Regions from separate parts of the Canis lupus genome. Here region 2 is linked to region 1. Evidence: chromatin contacts called from public Hi-C data. All regions are on one chromosome and are shown on one strand. The core of a region is the stretch at or near the end of the contact, and the rest is flanking DNA. Distances in the headings are between cores, read along the strand shown. Region 1 overlaps PLCB1 (1-phosphatidylinositol 4,5-bisphosphate phosphodiesterase beta-1). Region 2 holds the start of PLCB1 (1-phosphatidylinositol 4,5-bisphosphate phosphodiesterase beta-1).

Region 1 (3,019 bases), core at 152-2,651:
ATTGGGTACAATTGCAGGGATTCAAGGGGAATCTGAATCTTTTGAAAAAAAAAAAAAAAAGGTGTTCAGAATGATGGTAAGAGAGCATCCACTGCTTTACCAAGACTGCCATTATGCATTCCTTCCTGTCCTCCACACACCAGACAAATGGAGCTCCTGCTGCTGCTGGATCATGATGCCCATTCATCCTGCTGCTCATGCTGTTTCCACCATCTGGAATACCCTCCTGTACCTTTCCTGCCATTCGAGTCTACTCAACGTCTAGATATCACATATTATTGAAATTTAAAATGGGCATACCCTTTGACCCAGTACGTTTGCCTTGAATGATTTATTCTAAGTATATAATTGGAACTGTGCTTTGTGATTGCATGGCAACACTCCAGAACATTAGCAGTATTTATGTCATCTCCAGGAGTTGGAATTTGGAGGTCAAGACTGTGGTATTGTCATCAGATTACCTAGATTTGAATCCTGGCGCCATCATCGGTGGCTATCTGAAATCACTTGGTTACATAACTTAACCTTTTTTCCTCAACTGTCTCATACATAAAATGGATAATAATACTAGCAACTACCTACTAAGCACGTAGGGAAGACTAAAAGTCTTATTAAGGTGTGATGTACCTTAAATCGTGTCCAGTACCCAAGAAGAACTCAATGCATGTAAGCCCTTTTTGTTTTCCTATATGTTCTCATTATCTGTGGATTTTTCTTCTTTTTTTCTTGCATAGTTGCTGCTAATACCAGAGTTAGACTCTCTTCTTTGTATTCTCTGCAATCTTTTACCTGGTGCTTTATTTAGCTAGCATAGATGTTCAATGAATTACTGGTAACTTGTCAGGAAAGATACTGTAGATTCTTAACTAATTTCTTTCAAGGGAAGCCTTGCCAACTCTTTAATTTGGGGAGCTACTCCTCTTTCATGATAGCATCTACAGATGTCATGACAGCTATTCAAGACCCTGGCAACTTGATAATATGACTCAGAGAGGTGGCTACTTTAAATCAGCTATGAGTCCAATTGTTTAAATAGACTTAATTGGGTCAGAATTAACCTCTTAATTGTATTCTATCTAATGTCAGGAGCCAGTGTTGTGCTTTAGGTAGTTAAAACTTTGGCTTTCAATTAGACATTTAATAACAACGCATTGCATTTTCTCATTGTGTGTTCCCAGTACAACTATTTAGCTTTTCTTTCCCTGTGTTTAAAGAGCATTTTAATCACTGCTGCTGATGGAAGTTGCTTGTTGCATGCCCTAATGTTGCTTTCCATTTTTAACCTTTTAAATGTATTTTTTAAAAGATTTTATTTGAGAGAGAGAGAGAGAGAGAACACTAGCATGGCAGGGGGACACAAGGGGAGGGAGAAGCAGAACCCCACTGAGCAGGGAGCCTGACTGGGAGCTCAAACCCAGGATTTCAGGATTCCAGGATCATGACCTGAACCAAAGGCAGATGCTTAACTGACTGAGCCATCCAGGCTCCCCATTAAATTTATTTTTTAACATGTCTTTTTATCCACATACAAACTCTGTTAGAAGACTGATTGCTTCTGTCTTCTTTTTTGATTAAAAACTAAGGTATTAAAAAAAAAAACTAAGGTATTATTTTTTTCCACTGAAAAACAGTTTCATTTACTAAATATCCTCTTGTGTCATTAATATAGCATCTAGACATTGCAGACTATAGAGGACAGTGATGGTATAATAAGATTAAAATGTAAACAGACAAATAGAATTATAAAAAATTACACTGGTTGCACTGCTATGCTGTGAGGTAGGGAATCTACTCCAAGGCTGCTTGTACTAGGAGAGGGTTAGTGGCTTTTACTAGGAGAAGGAATAGAGGTGAGAAATAGCCTTTTCCTGGAAAGGTAGGATTGATTCCATCTTAACATCCTGTGTGCATCCCTGAAATAGAAGACCTGCTGCCATGAGCAGCTCCTGAAAACATGAGAAGAGCATCTAGGTTGAAAGGTGTCCTGTTTCCTCTTTGTCACATTACTCTTTATATAGATCTGGGGTTTCAGAGTCAAGGTCATGATTTTATCTCCTCAGTTGTTTTGTCTCTGGGCCCCATTTGCCTTTACGGCAAAGGGAGCTGCTAGTTCTTGCACTAATGGAAGAGCTGTACTTTCCCTCCTAAGTAGATGGAAGCTAGAAGAATACCACAAATCTGGATAGAGATTTTAAAAAGAAGTTGGGAGAGAAACAAGAGAAATTCACGGGTGAGAAATAATCAACTTTTTACTATCCTTCTTATACATGGTGCATTGCTTCTTTTATAAAAGGACCAGAGAAGCAAAATATGAAGAGAGTAATTTTTAAATCTCCAGTGAAAATACTAATTTTTCCCCTTCAAATTGGCCTTTTATGTCCAGTCCTAGGTAGACTTTTTTTTTTTTTCCTGGCAAAATCAGCAGGAACTTCCAGGTGGCTGAAATCCACCCTGTGCATTGTTGCCGAGAACATTTATAGCACATTGTTCAGAACAGAATAGCTGAGAGCGACAGGGGGCTCTTCAAATGTGCCTCATCGAGCCCCAAATTGGAGACATGTTTTTGTCATTTCAAAGTTTCGACAGTAGGGTCCAGGATTCAAAGCAAATACCAGCTCCTGCTGAACACAAGCCTTAATTAATTTCCAGCAGGAGATGAGTGATTGCCAATAAGCCATGAATTAAAATGGAACAGTGCACCAAAGGCCAGGTTCTCATCTCAAATGAATAGCATTTCTTGCTGTTTTCTTGAAAGATCATCTCAGACTGAGAGGCAAGCAAGCTCCTGAGCCAGCTCTGACTGTAAGGGGTGGACGGTATGGGCAAACACAAAGCAGTAAGTTCTAGCCCAGTGGAAAATGTGGACCAAATCTGATGGCCTCAGGCATTTTTTCAGTCCCGAGCACTAAAGCTATAGTATTTATGGAGCATCTATTTACATGGCTCCATTATTTCCCTTATCATCATGAACTTCTGTCTTTGGGGAGTGATTCATAAAGGTTGGCTGTTCCATCACTCT
Region 2 (3,019 bases), core at 347-2,846, 160 kb before region 1:
AAGCAACTAACGACCTGCCTTCTGTCAATATAGGCTATTTTGCCTATTCCAGAATTCTTCAAGTGGAATCATGAATATAATATGCAGCTCCTTCAGACGATTCATCCTTGGAGTGGACGCCCATTCCTTTTTACTGCTGAATAGAACGTTTGCCATTGTTTGGGCATTCCATTGCTTATTTACCCATTAAACCTGTTGATTGGCATATGCAGTTTCCAGTTTGGGCTATTACGAAGAAATCCATGAACACTCTTACGTAAGTCTGTGTGAACATATGTTTTCATTTCTCTTGGGAAAGTCCTGGGTATTATGATAAGTAAATGTTTAACTTTTCATAAGAAACTGCTTCAAAATGGCTTTACCATTTCATACTCTCTCCAGCAAAGGATGGGAGTTCCAGTTACCCTATATCCTCTCAAACACTGGTATTGGCGATCTTAAATTTCACCTATCCTTGTGGAGGGTATCTCTCTTTCTCTCTTTTTCTAAGAAATGAGAAATGTTTGTTGAATGGAGACAAACATTCTTAGATTCGTGTTATTGAATGAGCAAGTTTTCTATCCGTGAGACATCGTTCTCCGTTGTCTCTCTTTCCCTCTGTCCGTCTCTCTGTCCCTCTCTCTCTCACACACACACCACGTGCAGAGAAGAGGGGGCCTTCTGTCTCCATGGGAAGCAAAGCCATTGTCTCTCTTGGGATGGGCTTGCTTTCTCCAAAGCACGACTTCACCGCATGCCCCTGCTTCAAGGCCAGCGCGCTGCAAACTCTCAGGCGCCCCGAGGTTTCCCCAAAGAGCCCTCACGCCGCCTCTCAACTGCTCTCTTCCCCACCGATAGGTCCTATTCGCAAAGAGCTGGGCTGTGGCCGGCGCTGGAGAGCTCCAGCGAGGGGGCTGCCTCTCGGGGCCCTCCCGACCTCCCCCATTCTCCAGCCGGTTTGGATCCGGAGACGCGTCAGGCTCCGGCGCGAGTTCCGCGCCAAGCCCCAGGGGACGCGCGGCTCCAGGGCACCCCGGGCGCCCCAGCCACCGCGGCACGGGGCATGCTCAGAGGGCGCGGGCGGCGCCGGCGTCGGCTGCAGTGGGGCCCGGGCGCCGGGAGGTGCCGCTGCGTCCCCGCTTCCCGGCGCCTGACCCAGCGCGCAAAGTTGGGCTGGAAGCCGCCGGGGGAAGGAGGGAGCGAGCCAGCGAGGGTGGCGGGGAAGCGGGGCGGGAGGAGGCGGGAGGAGGGGAAGGAGCGAGTGGGGGGGGCGCCGAGCGTGTGTCACTCGCGCTCTCCCTCTGTGTGTAGAGGATGTGCTGAATGGTGCGCCTCGAGGCGGCGGCGGCGGCGGCGGCGGCGGCGGAGGAGCAGGACCCGGCGGCAGCTGGCAGCGTCGGCCGCCCGGCTCGGCTTCCCTTCGCCTTCGCCCTCCGAGGCCCCGCAGCCCCCGCGGGCGCCCGACCCCGCGTCCCGCCCGGGGCATGGCCCGGCGCCTGGCCCCCGCGCGCCCCGCCTGCTGAGCCGCGCGGAGGAGGTGCGGAGGCCGGGAGGCCGGGAGGCCGGGGGAGGCCGGGGGAGGCCGGGGGAGGCCGGCGGGGGAGCAGAGCCGAGCGCCGCGGAGCCGAGAAAGGAGCCCGCGCCCCGCGCCCCGCGCCCCGTCCCTGCCGCGCTCGCCCGGGCCGCCCGGAGCCCCGATGAGCCCAGATGGCCGGGGCTCAGCCCGGAGTGCACGCTTTGCAACTCAAGCCCGTGTGCGTGTCCGACAGCCTCAAGAAGGGCACCAAATTCGTCAAGTGGGATGATGTAAGTCGGGGCGGCGGGCTGGGGGCGCCGGCGGGGCGCGGGGCGTGGGGGTGGGGGTGGGGCGAGGGGCGCGTTATGCAATGGGTGCAGCGGCTCCGGCCGGGGCGGCCTCGGGGCGCGCGGGGTGGCCCCTGCCGGGCGGCGGGCGGCGGGCGGCGGGCGGAGAGCGGCGGCTTGGCGCGCTCCTGCGCCCGGCGGGGTCCGGGGCGGCCCTCTCTGCGGGGGCTGGCCGGCGCCCCCTGAGGGTCTTCAGGCCTTGGGGCCCGAGGAGCGGGAGGGGCGGGCTTTGCCCGGCGACGGCCTGAGAGTTTGGAAAGTGTGAAGTTGGGACCAGCTGGGGAGCGCTGGGGTGTGACCGAGACGCGCCCCTCCCCGCCCGCGGCGCACCCCCCCCCCCCATTACCTGCTCCGCGCGTCCCAGGAAGGACCGGCCTCCGGGTCCGAAGCCGTGGGGTGACTGCTCCCGACCCTCCCGCGCTCCGATGGGAGCCCACGCGGCAGAGGACGCAGCGGTCCAGCCGACAGGTGGTCGCTGATGCCAAACTTGCGCGCCTGGCTCCGGAGCGAGGGGCCTTGGGAGTGGCCGGCGAGGGCACGGATGAGGAGCGCCAGAGGGCGGCGGGGGGCCCCGCGGGGGTCCGGGGGTGTGCAGCGGGCCTGCGGGCAATGGAGAGGGCTCCCCTTTTGAGAACTGAGCTGGCTGGAGTCTTCAGCTGGGAGCAGACCCGGCAAGGCGTCCCCCCCACAGTTTGTGGACATCTTTTGCCAAGTGGGGCAGAGCTTAACCCAGAGCCGGACCTCCAGGTTTCACTTGAGCCCTGGACCCCAAGACTTCAAGCGACGCCCCCCCCACCCCCCGCCCCACATTGGCTTCAAACACTTACATTTATAATTGCTGAAAACATGGGAATCGTCAGATGGAGGACATTATCATATCAGTTTTCATGTCCTGGGTGTCATTCAAAAGGTTTGATAAGAGCGACCCACCGGGATAAACCTGAGCTGTCAGGATCTAGAGAAATGTAGGTCTACACATCTCTTAAACCGGAGGAATTATAGGGGAATAAGGTGTTCTTCTTGCTGAAAAGATTTTCCACCTAGTAAATTATAGCCTGTTATCCCCCAGGGTATTTTTCTCTAATCTTCTTAAGCCATTTTCCAGTGTCTGAAAACAATTTAAATATTCCAGGTAGCGAAACCAATTACTTAGGGGAGTGAGTCTGTGTCTATATTT

The links. A called contact is a pair of places that touch in the nucleus more often than the background predicts.
Region 2: a contact with region 1 is called in a Hi-C map of blood, with 8 times the contacts expected there. The contact joins the promoter of PLCB1 here to the enhancer-like site in region 1. A contact is called at or near these places in 4 of 9 Hi-C or Micro-C datasets (amygdala, blood and liver).

The regions. Positions count from the first base shown.
Region 1 is chr24:14,305,108-14,308,126 of UU_Cfam_GSD_1.0, reverse strand. All of the region lies in intron 2 of PLCB1 (1-phosphatidylinositol 4,5-bisphosphate phosphodiesterase beta-1), which reads left to right. Among named protein-coding and RNA genes, the nearest start is that of PLCB1, 160 kb to the left of the region's middle. Within about 2 kb of position 1,401, at least 2 of the 20 cell types and tissues checked have an H3K27ac peak or open chromatin away from gene starts, as enhancers often do.
Region 2 is chr24:14,461,614-14,464,632 of UU_Cfam_GSD_1.0, reverse strand. PLCB1 (1-phosphatidylinositol 4,5-bisphosphate phosphodiesterase beta-1) reads left to right here and starts at 1,596. Exons shown (of 32, transcript XM_038571644.1): 1 at 1,596-1,785. The coding sequence starts at 1,687. LOC111092175 (a long non-coding RNA gene) reads right to left here and starts at 2,422. Exons shown (of 5, transcript XR_005377606.1): 1 at 2,189-2,422.